2 separate regions of the Mus musculus genome follow, and region 2 is linked to region 1. A link is a contact called in public Hi-C data. All regions are on one chromosome and are shown on one strand. The core of a region is the stretch at or near the end of the contact, and the rest is flanking DNA. Distances in the headings are between cores, read along the strand shown.

Region 1 (4,988 bases), core at 1,174-3,673:
CTCAGCTCATTACCATATGGTTAAAATAAGACGCCTACCAATGAAGGACTCGGTGTTACTGTGAGCATAGTTTCCCCCAGATCACGCAAAATAAGCGATTCAATGATTAGAGCTGTCTCCTTTTAAGATTCTCAAGGAATCTATATTAGTAACTTTTTTTTGTTGTTGATATTGTAATTAAATAGCCAACAGGAGCAACTTGAGGGAGGAGAGAGGGTTATTTAGGCTCGTGGTTCAGGAGCTCCTTAGGCTATCACCGCGGAGAAGATGCCTGCTGGAATGAACTCAGCTGTAATTTCCCCAGCTTGCAGCTGGTCACATCACTTGGCAAACGGGAAGCAGAGAACTTCAGCAGAACGGAGGGATAGCCTTTGGAACTCTAGGCTCTGGGAGGCTGCATCAGCCCTCAAGTCTCTATGTCTCAACGTTTCCAGATTCCCTACCAGCTTGGAACCAAGGGTTCAAAGACATGTCCCCACATAGATGACATTTCACATTCAGGCAATATCAGTCTTAGCTGAAGTAAAAAAAAAAAAAAAAAGAAGAAGAAGAAGAAGGAAGAGGAGGAGGAGGAGGGAGAAGAAGGAGGAGGAGGAGGAGGAGGAGGAGGAGGAGGAGGAGGAGGAGAAGAAGAAGAAGAAGAAGAAGAAGAAGAAGAAGAAGAAGAAGAAGAAGAAGGAGAAGAAGAAGAGGAGGAGGAGGAGGAAGAAGAGGAGGAGGAAGAGGAAGAGGAAGAAGAAGAAGAAGAAGAAGAAGAAGAAGAAGAAGAGAAGAAGAAGAGGAGGAGGAGGAGGAGGAAGAGGAGGAGGAAGAGGAAGAGGAAGAAGAAGAAGAAGAAGAGAAGAAGAAGAGGAGGAGGAGGAGGAGGAGGAAGAGGAAGAGGAAGAGGAAGAAGAAGAAGAAGAAGAAGAAGAAGAAGAAGAAGAAGAAGAAGAAGAAGAGAAGAAGAAGAAAATAATGCCCCCTTTGAAGGCATGTCTTTTAAAAAACCAGAGGCTCATACTCGGCTGTTTCACAGTTCTCGAAAATGCCCACCTCCTCTAATGGCTAACAGCTTCTGCCTCCTGAAGAAGCCTGGCTAACATTCTGTCTGCTGATGGGCTCATACTACTCATACCGGTTTAGAAAGCAAAGGCATTCTTTGTCTCTGTGAACTTCCCTTATCCTCATTTTTTATTAAGACAACGGTTCTTGTTTTTGCACCGGGGATAGTCAATCTAGAAGGTGCAGAAAAGCGTGTTAACATGACTTAAAAATATTCTTCTACAGTGAGTAGTTGGTAGCTTCTGCGGGGTTATACCCAAGGTGTTAACAGTGTCATGCTAAACATTAAACTTGTATGCATCAGTTTGTGCTCCTGATATAATTGGTGTCTTGCTAACTTCCTTTAAAAAGCATACTGTAGCTTGTGTTTGAGAGCAGGCATTCCGTCTACTAGTATTGGCAGAGTTGTGATGAGAGAGCATGGGTAGGGCCAGAGCTTTTCATTTGATTTCAGTCATGTGTGTTCTACCTGAGATGTTTCTAGCATCGCAATGCTGGTGTTGTTCTTGAGGACTGGGACTTTGACAAACTGGGGTTACTGCAAAGCTAGAGGCTAAGCTGACTGGTGATTTTCTGGAGGGCTCTGCTCTGCTCCTTTGGTCTCTCTGCCAACTTCAGAATGCTTCTCTTCCTTAAAATGCTTAGCGATAACCTGGAATTTGTTTAATTGCAGAGTGGAGTGATTTTGCCCCCCAGCACTTGGAGATAATTAGAACACGATGTAGATTGTGTGCTCTGTCTAATGTGTAATTACAGCTGGGCGGAGACAACGGATTTTGGAGAGCAGGCCTTTGTCACGTGGCGGATCTGATGTCTTGAAAACGTGGTTTTGAAAAGTCCCACTTAACTTGTTTACTATCATGAGCTTCCATAGGACCTCACATGTCCGCTGTGTGCTCTTTGAACACTGTGTGATTAAAGGTGACTACAGAGGCTCCTGGCGTTGAAGGAAAATGCTTTTTCTTTTTTTTTTCTTTTTTCTTTTTCTCTTTCTCTTTCTTTTTCTTTTTCTTTTTTGGAATGATGCCCTGTCTAGTTGGACCCCAATATCTTTATGATGTGATGGAGATGAGGCGAGTCGATAAGACAGGTATTGTCAGAGGCCATAAGATTTCAAAAATGAGCCTCTCAGGAGCAAAGACAGAACATCCATATTTTTTCCTTTCTCCCCATAAATCTGCTACCAGATGTGAGTATGCATTTCTAGAGGATCTTTGGGGTCCCCATGATCACATCTGCTTTCCATGAGGAGGACATTGGGAGTTTTCTTTTCACAAAGCCTGATCTAAATGAAAGGAAGTGCAAAACACTTCAGATTGATAACAGCGGGGCGGGATGATTGGTAAACCGTAAACCGTGGAATTTACTTTGGCATTTTGAAGGTGTTGTCATGCCAGCATGCACATCCAGACAGGATGGATCTCTGTACTTGGCCACTCAGTGCAGGCAGCCAAGGTGCCAAACTCTAGAGTATAGAAGGCAGACAGCTCCCTGAAGATTGTGTTCATAAAGTACCAGAAACACACACACACACACACACACACACACACACACATACATATACCCAAGAAAAACCCAAGAGGTTGGAGTTTCAAATAGCATATTTGGAATTCTGCTGAAATACATTAGAAACAATAATATCTCACGTGTATGAAGAGGTAGGCTGTAGACCCTTTGGGAGGGTTTGAAACATGGTAACATCTCTGTTTGGGTTGGACGAAGTCTGATCCACCCCAGATCAGAGACAGGCTGGGATCTCTTAGCTCTGTTTTGGCTGAGAACATCTGTGATTCTGGGAAATGTAATTTTCTCTAAAAATAATTTATTTCATTCTGGTAGGATTTCTTGGCGACTTCATCTACAGCATAACATGCCTAGAACTTTTTATATTTTTATATTTTATGTTCTGTTTGTTACCTTAAATAATCTCCTTAATTTTGTTTAAAGACTACAAGACTTAAAACAATTGACCTTTTACTTTTTTTAATGGCATTTGGGTTTTAAAATGAGGTCATCTGATTTACCGGGGCAGAATTTTCTAGCAAGCTGCATTTCCGTTTTTATACACAAGGGAGAGCTAAGGCCCTAGAAAATAGATGTAGGTTTCACCACATTCCATCTTTGGGTGGAAGGACTGAACTAATTAATGGCGTTAAGAGCTGTGAATTACTGGGCGGGGGTGGGGGGGTTGGGGGGAGGGAATATTTGACAGAAGTAAAGGAATTTTAATAACTTCCAACAGCTTTTATTTTATATGCACTGGCCAGATATCTATAACAGCCATTTAACCCCAGTATGTTCCCCTTTTGTTAGAATTCAGCAGGGTAAATTTAACAGAAGGAATAGTCCTCAGAGGGCTGGCAGAAATAAACAGTAAAGGTTGAGAGGCCGGACAGACTTGGGGCAAATGATTGCTTTTCTTCTTTCTTCTTTTCTCTTCTTTCTTTCTTTTTTTTTAAACAAACAAACAAACAAACAAAAAAACAAAAAAAAAAACAAAAAAACAAAACAACAAAAAAAAAAACCTCTTAATGGCTAGAATTTCTGGTCTTGAATTTTATTGTTAGAAATCAGGATTTAAGCTGGGCATAGTGGTGCACGCCTTTAATCCCAGCACTCGGGAGGCAGAGGCAGGCGGATTTCTGAGTTCGAGGCCAGCCTGGTCTACAAAGTGAGTTCCAGGACAGCCAGGGCTACATAGAGAAACCCTGTCTCGAAAAAAAAAAAAACAAGAAAGAAAGAAAGAAAGAAATCAGGATTTAGCTCTCAAATCAAACTCAGTCATCAAAAAGAACTGTGGAGAATTGCCCTGGCCTTACACATACAAAGAAGCAGCACGTTCATATTCTCTTGAGAAGAAGTTGGGGGGAGGGGGGAATTAATTTGTTTCTATGGGGAAAGAAAAAAAGTTTGGAGATGTCTTTTTTTTTTTTTTTTCCAAATCAAGATTTGGTGTTTAATCCTGTGTATTTATTTAGATATATATATATTTTTTTTAAAAAGCAATAAGGCAAGTTGACAGAAGATGAATGTTAGAGTCAGGCAGATGGCCAAGTTCGGTGCCAGCCTGGTCTATCTAGCAGGTTCCAAGCCAGTCAAGGCAATATAGAAAGACTCTGTCTCACAAAACAAAACAAAACAAAACAAAACAAAAAAAAACAAACAACCCAATAAATAGTCTTTATTGTTGGTAAGGGTTGGGGCATGCACTGTTTGGGGAGAATCAATCAGGGCACGGTGACTCCATTTTCTCTGGGTGGAATGAGAAAGCCACTACATAAGGCCACTTTCTCTGCAAGCTAAGGCTTAGTGGCAGAGAGCCCAAGCCTTGGGGTCAGCAGGGGGTCAACTCCGCCTCATGACCTGGTAGCCTTTGAACTTCTAGGAGCTTTCTTTGTTTTGTTTTGTAATTTAATTTAATTTTATTTTATAAAATGTTCCACAAGGAGGGAGTCTGTGTTTGAATGTATCTCACACAAGAACCAGGATCCTAAAATGGGAGAATAGACTTTTAAGAAAAAAAAAGACTCAACAGTTTCTGAGAAATCCCAAATGGGAAGTAGGAGAAGAAAATAGTTCTGTTGTGTGTCCTGAAGAGAAGGTTTGGGTTAACGGGGAGAAAGCTTAGGGTGGGGAGCTTAACCAGGAGGGCATGCCTACTTACTGACAATGTCACAGCTTCTGGCCACGGGCATCTTCCACTCAAGCCAACCGAAGTTCACCCAACAGTTAACTAGCTCTGGCTAGTTCTCACTGAGCAGCTTGCCAGCTTACCCTCACTCAGCCAATGATGATCTTGACTTCAGTTTTCACTTTAGCCCGTGCTTACAGAAAGAATGTAAGGGCTGGCAGCCATGGAGTGCGAGCCCAGGCCTGCTGCTACCCATGTGGTCTTTGAAAGGCTTTTCTCCAGTGTGAGGAGGGCAAGCAGTGTTGGCAGAAAA
Region 2 (4,988 bases), core at 1,748-4,247, 530 kb after region 1:
AGACTAGAGGCTTCGTGCAGTTCTCCTCGAAGCCTCTCCCCAGCAGCAGACACAACGTCCCCAACACTCTCAACTGTTTCCTCTAGGAAACAGATAAAGATTTCAATGCCTAATTAATAGCATCAATTCATCAGAAGTGGCATACTAGTTTGTGTGCAATCTCAGACTCTTGGAAACCCAGGAAAATTGAGGTGGAACAGTATCTGTTCTTGCCTTGGCAGAAGGCCTGGGAACATAATGTCCCTGGGAAAGGAGATTTCTATATTGCCTTAGAGATGGGAAATCTTAGTACTTACTGGAGAATGTCCCTGAGTTGAGTCAGGGGATTGGGCTAATCCATTGATCCAAAAATCTATTTAAAAAAAAAAAAAATCAGGCAGAGAGTAAGGTGGAACCAAAGTGTAGGGGGTAGAAATTTGTGCCTTGAATAAACAATAAGAATGTGAAATACACAGGTTTGAGTGTGTGTGTGTGTGTGTGTGTGTGTGTGTGTGTGTGTTCCTTCATCAAAATTTACTTTAGTGGCTTTTGATGAAAAGTACAAGAAAACAGCAGTCCTAGAGCTGGGCACATGTGTCAGCACATCAAGGGATGTGCTGTTCCCAGGCAACACATTAACTGAACAACTTTTATCTATAGAGAAGCATAGAGCCCAAGAGAGCATGCAGTCCAAGAAGTTTTGTTCATTTATGGTTCAAGTACCCTTATACATGTAGCTTGAAAGTGATGTCACACAAAGAGTTCAATCATGTTATATATGAAGCAAGGTTCATGATGTGAAGTGTTCTTCTTCTGGTATCATGTTAGAGATCAAGATGTTTCTATTTTGTGTTTGTGAGTTACGGATGCGCAACCTGCAATCTTGACATGATGAAGTACATGGGAGGAAAGGCACAGGTTGTGTACAAGTACCACCATTCAAGGAAACATAGGAGAAACTCTGACATCCATGAAATTTGGTTGGCAGGTGACCAAGCCAGCTCAGTCAGTCAACAGGGTTTCAAGGGAGGGAGTGAGGATTGAAAAAGAAGGAAAACAATTAGACAACACTAGAACATGGCTCCAGCCAGTGCTGAGGCGGGAGCAACTCTATGTCTCTCTAGCCTGCTTTTATATCATTCTAGGTACATCCAAAAACTACGGTCAGTTCTTAGAGCAAAGACAAGGTAGTCAAGCAAAGTAGTAATCAAGGCGATCACACGAGATAGTAATTAAGCAAAGTAGAAAGGCAAAGGGTCACACAAGGTCATAATTAAGTAAAGTAGTCAGCAAAGAGATCACATAAGGTAGGAATTCAGCAAAATAGTAAGAAAAGCCCCATGATCATTGCTTCTAATATTCTTATCTGAGCCTACTTCCTTGTCCAAGCCCAGTGACAAATGCCAAATTCCTAGAAACTGCACCAAAAGCCCTCAACAGACAGGGATCCTGGGACGTATGCTTGGTGTATACTGAGGGATGACTGAAACACAAATTCTCACATTTAATGTCAGTGACTTGGGATCTCCTGCTGTCTCCCTATGAAGTCTAAGGATGTGCACGCCTCAGGCTAGAATGAATATATGAGTTGGGACTCATCCATCTCAATACCTCCATTTTTTCTTTTAGTGTTTCTGTACTCCTAAGATACAATGTATAAGTCCTGAGATGGCACCAAAATGGATAGAGCCAACCACAGAATCAGTATCTTTTGTGACGCATACTGTGGGGGGTCCTGTATATAGGTGTAACAATTGAAAATTTCACAAAACCTCCAATTCTACATTGACAAAACAACATATTTTCATTAAAGGACACAGAAATTAGGGTGGAGCTGAGCTGTTAAGCATCCTCCGTGGCGATCATTGTCCATAGAACCAGAAGGTGCTGTGCAGAATGCTGGAGGAGAACCTTCACAGTCTTACTCAGCTTTGAAGCTTTTGTGCAATAGCATTAACCTACCAGCAAGATATGCCTACCGTGCAATTGGTGGTATGAGTGCTTTGCAGGCGGGGTTGGGGGAAAGGTCACTAACTGCCTTCTGATTGGATTTGAGGACCACTCCACAGGAGGGGACACATCCCTGCTACAGGAAACCCACCCAGACCCCTCTGGCTGGTGAGAGAAATTAACAAATCTAGCTCCAGCAGTGAAATGTTGGCTTTCACTGTGGCTTGGGGGGGGTTGGGGTCTATTTTGATCTTTCAAACTGAACCCTTAACTATAATGTCTGTTTTCATTGTGAAGAAATTACCACACTGGTACTACCATGAGAGTCTGGGCTGAAAGCTGCGAGTTTTGATCTTAGCTGCTTCCTACTTGCCTTACAATTCTGGTAAATTCCTTTCACTTACTGACTCTCCATTTCTCCACCTTCAAACAAGCCAATGATAAACTCTGACTCAGTCACTGCACACAGTTGTTATGAGAACCAGATGGGAAAACAGATGCGCACTATCCAAATGTGAGCTCTCTTTCCCCCCAGAGCTGTTTGAATAAAACACATTTGCCATGTGCACATTTGGCAGGCTCACATCCCAAATAGAGACCGTACTGAAGTTTGATGCCACAGACCTTTGGTTTACAATAAGAATCACAGTGCAGGGTGTTCTGTGGTTAAAATAACGCCACCCACACTGTCAAAGCCAAGACTTTCACACGGGTGCCAGTGAGCCCTATTCTGTAATCCAATAAGTCTTCTAGAGATGTTGACTATGGCTTTCTCCTGGCAACAGTTCTTAGCATTAGCAAGGAATGTGTTCTTTACTAACACACAGGTTTTGTTGGACTCAAAGGGCAGAAGAAAATCATAAAAGATACTCTTAGAAAACTTGTATCTTAGGAGATAATTTCAAGAGCAATTACAGATTTACAGGATGCTGTAGTTTTGATCTTCAAATAAGCCCACGTCACTATTCTTACAATTGGCCTTACTAAGCTTTTTATTTGGCCCTGTCCTATGCTGGCAGCTGATGCAATGCAGGGCAACTTGGTGAGAGCAGCCGTAGCAATCAATCACATATTGCTGTATTATTCCCTTCAATACAATGAACACTGTGGAAGGAATTTCCCTGAACACCATGTCTAGAACAGAAGACCAAGTCCAGATTGTACTTGATCATAGGACAAATCTTCAGAGTTGTAGGCAGCTGGCAACTTTGCAGAGTGGTGTTATGAGTAGGTCCTTTGGATTTCTCAACATCTACGGTTGTTTAAACATACAAAGAAAAGGAAATCCAAGATAGTCCTTGAAAAATCCGACTTCTTTAAAAATGTTCTGGCCTGATTTCATTCTTGGTACTTCATAGAGCACGCGTGAAGCCAGGCTAGATTTGTTCAGCTTCACGAGAAGCTCCAAGCAGGAGGTGCCACTCCTCAGTGTCCATGGTGACAGCCTTCTTATAGCCTTCCCAGGAAGAAAACATTCCTTTCAGTTTCCATCAGAGAGAGTCACGTTCCCTCCTATGTTAACAGATCTCCCCAAGCCTTCCGAAGTTAGCCAAAAGCTTTATCTTCAGCAACATTGGCAATTAGAATATGTTTTCTTCAGTGTCTAGGCTCTCTCCCTACCTACAAGTGCTAGATTCAGTTTCTTGAGCAAATTGTGTAGACACCATCGTTTTTTACACCATGGGTCTGCACATGAGACTGGGGTTCAAAGCCATCCCCAACAAATACTTAAGAAAACAGTAGCATGGTGCTTACCTAATATCTTCCAGAAAATTGAAAGCTATAGGATATTTCTCAAATTATTTCAAGATGCAAACGGTATTTTGATACAAAATTAGATGAAATATTATAAGAAAATAGGCCAATGCACCCCATGATCAAAGACATAAAAATTCTTCAGGTATACATCTCTACTTATTTAATGAGTTATTAAGAAATAAACAATGCAGTCTCTTATTATAAATATGGATTACCTACTATATTTTACTTAGAGTGGAAATAATCTTGTCCTGCTTCTAACACTGATATATTGCTTGCATCCATATCCTTGCTTACACGAATTTATAGGTTATCATCATTTATGAAGGCAAATGAAAAGAATTCCCAAAGAACATGCTGGCAAATCAAATTCAAATGTATAGAGTACATAATCTGCCATGACCAAATCATAATTCCCAAGCTAGTCCAGGAATGCTAAATATTAAGCAATCTAATACGGCATGTCAATGGATTGAGTAAGGAAGAGCTTAGAGAAGGCTTTCTGTAAAAGTCAACTGACAACTAAGTAAAAGCCCTTTGAAATCCAAGATTGTAAGGAAACTTCATTAAAATGGTAAAGAGCAGGAAGGAGAGAGAATGACAGGGAGAACATACAATCTTAAGGGCCAACATGACATTTTTCAAAATTACTGCCATGTGCTTGACATTTCTTTTTTCTAAGACCCTCAATACAATGAAAGTTTAATGCTTACCAAGGATGCCTGTGGCTCGTTCACACTCGCTCTTCATGCTAACCACCTCCTGGACTCAGGCCCCTTATGTGTCTCTAGTCTGCACCACACAGAGTGGCCTTGGGTTGTTGGGTCACTTGGTGCCACAGAGCTCAGACTGTATTTCACCTCCTATTTTGGCCAAAGAGTCAAGGCAAAAGTGTCTATGAGTCACACCACTGACAAGAGATAGGAAGAAAGCCAATGCAACCGAGAATGTGGTCTCCTTATACTTCATCAAATGAGAAAGCTTTTTGAAAAGACACCTCTTTAGTTTTACATTTAAAGAGCCATTTATCTCGTTAGCACAGTTTTTGTCTTATAATTCAAAGTATTTAATAATGACAACAATTTTGCAGTTTTCTTTTAAAAAATATTATTATACACATTTAAACACATGAACGCTTGATTATCTCTCTCACATTATGAACATTTTCCTCGGTAACAGATTTGTCTAAATAATCCTTTTATCACCCAAACATCAGGGCAGGACTGAACCAGGACTATGTTCTACTGTTGGCTTCTGTTTTGTTCCAATTCTCTTAAATACTGAATTGTAAAGGAATATAT

Evidence for each region. A called contact is a pair of places that touch in the nucleus more often than the background predicts.
Region 2: a Hi-C map of cortical neurons shows a contact between it and region 1, with 1.9 times the contacts expected there. A contact is called at or near these places in 2 of 484 Hi-C or Micro-C datasets (both in cortical neurons), 4 of 130 datasets of targeted methods (the NIH/3T3 cell line, craniofacial prominence, embryonic basal ganglia and 1 more) and 1 of 9 other capture datasets (pancreatic islet).

Annotation. Positions count from the first base shown.
Region 1 is chr19:26,728,883-26,733,870 of GRCm38.p6, forward strand. All of the region lies in intron 27 of Smarca2 (SWI/SNF related, matrix associated, actin dependent regulator of chromatin, subfamily a, member 2), which reads left to right. Among named protein-coding and RNA genes, the nearest start is that of Gm46648, 92 kb to the right of the region's middle.
Region 2 is chr19:27,257,829-27,262,816 of GRCm38.p6, forward strand. It overlaps Gm35438 (a long non-coding RNA gene), which reads right to left. Exons shown (of 8, transcript XR_003952921.1): 3 at 4,401-4,550. Among named protein-coding and RNA genes, the nearest start is that of Vldlr, 43 kb to the left of the region's middle.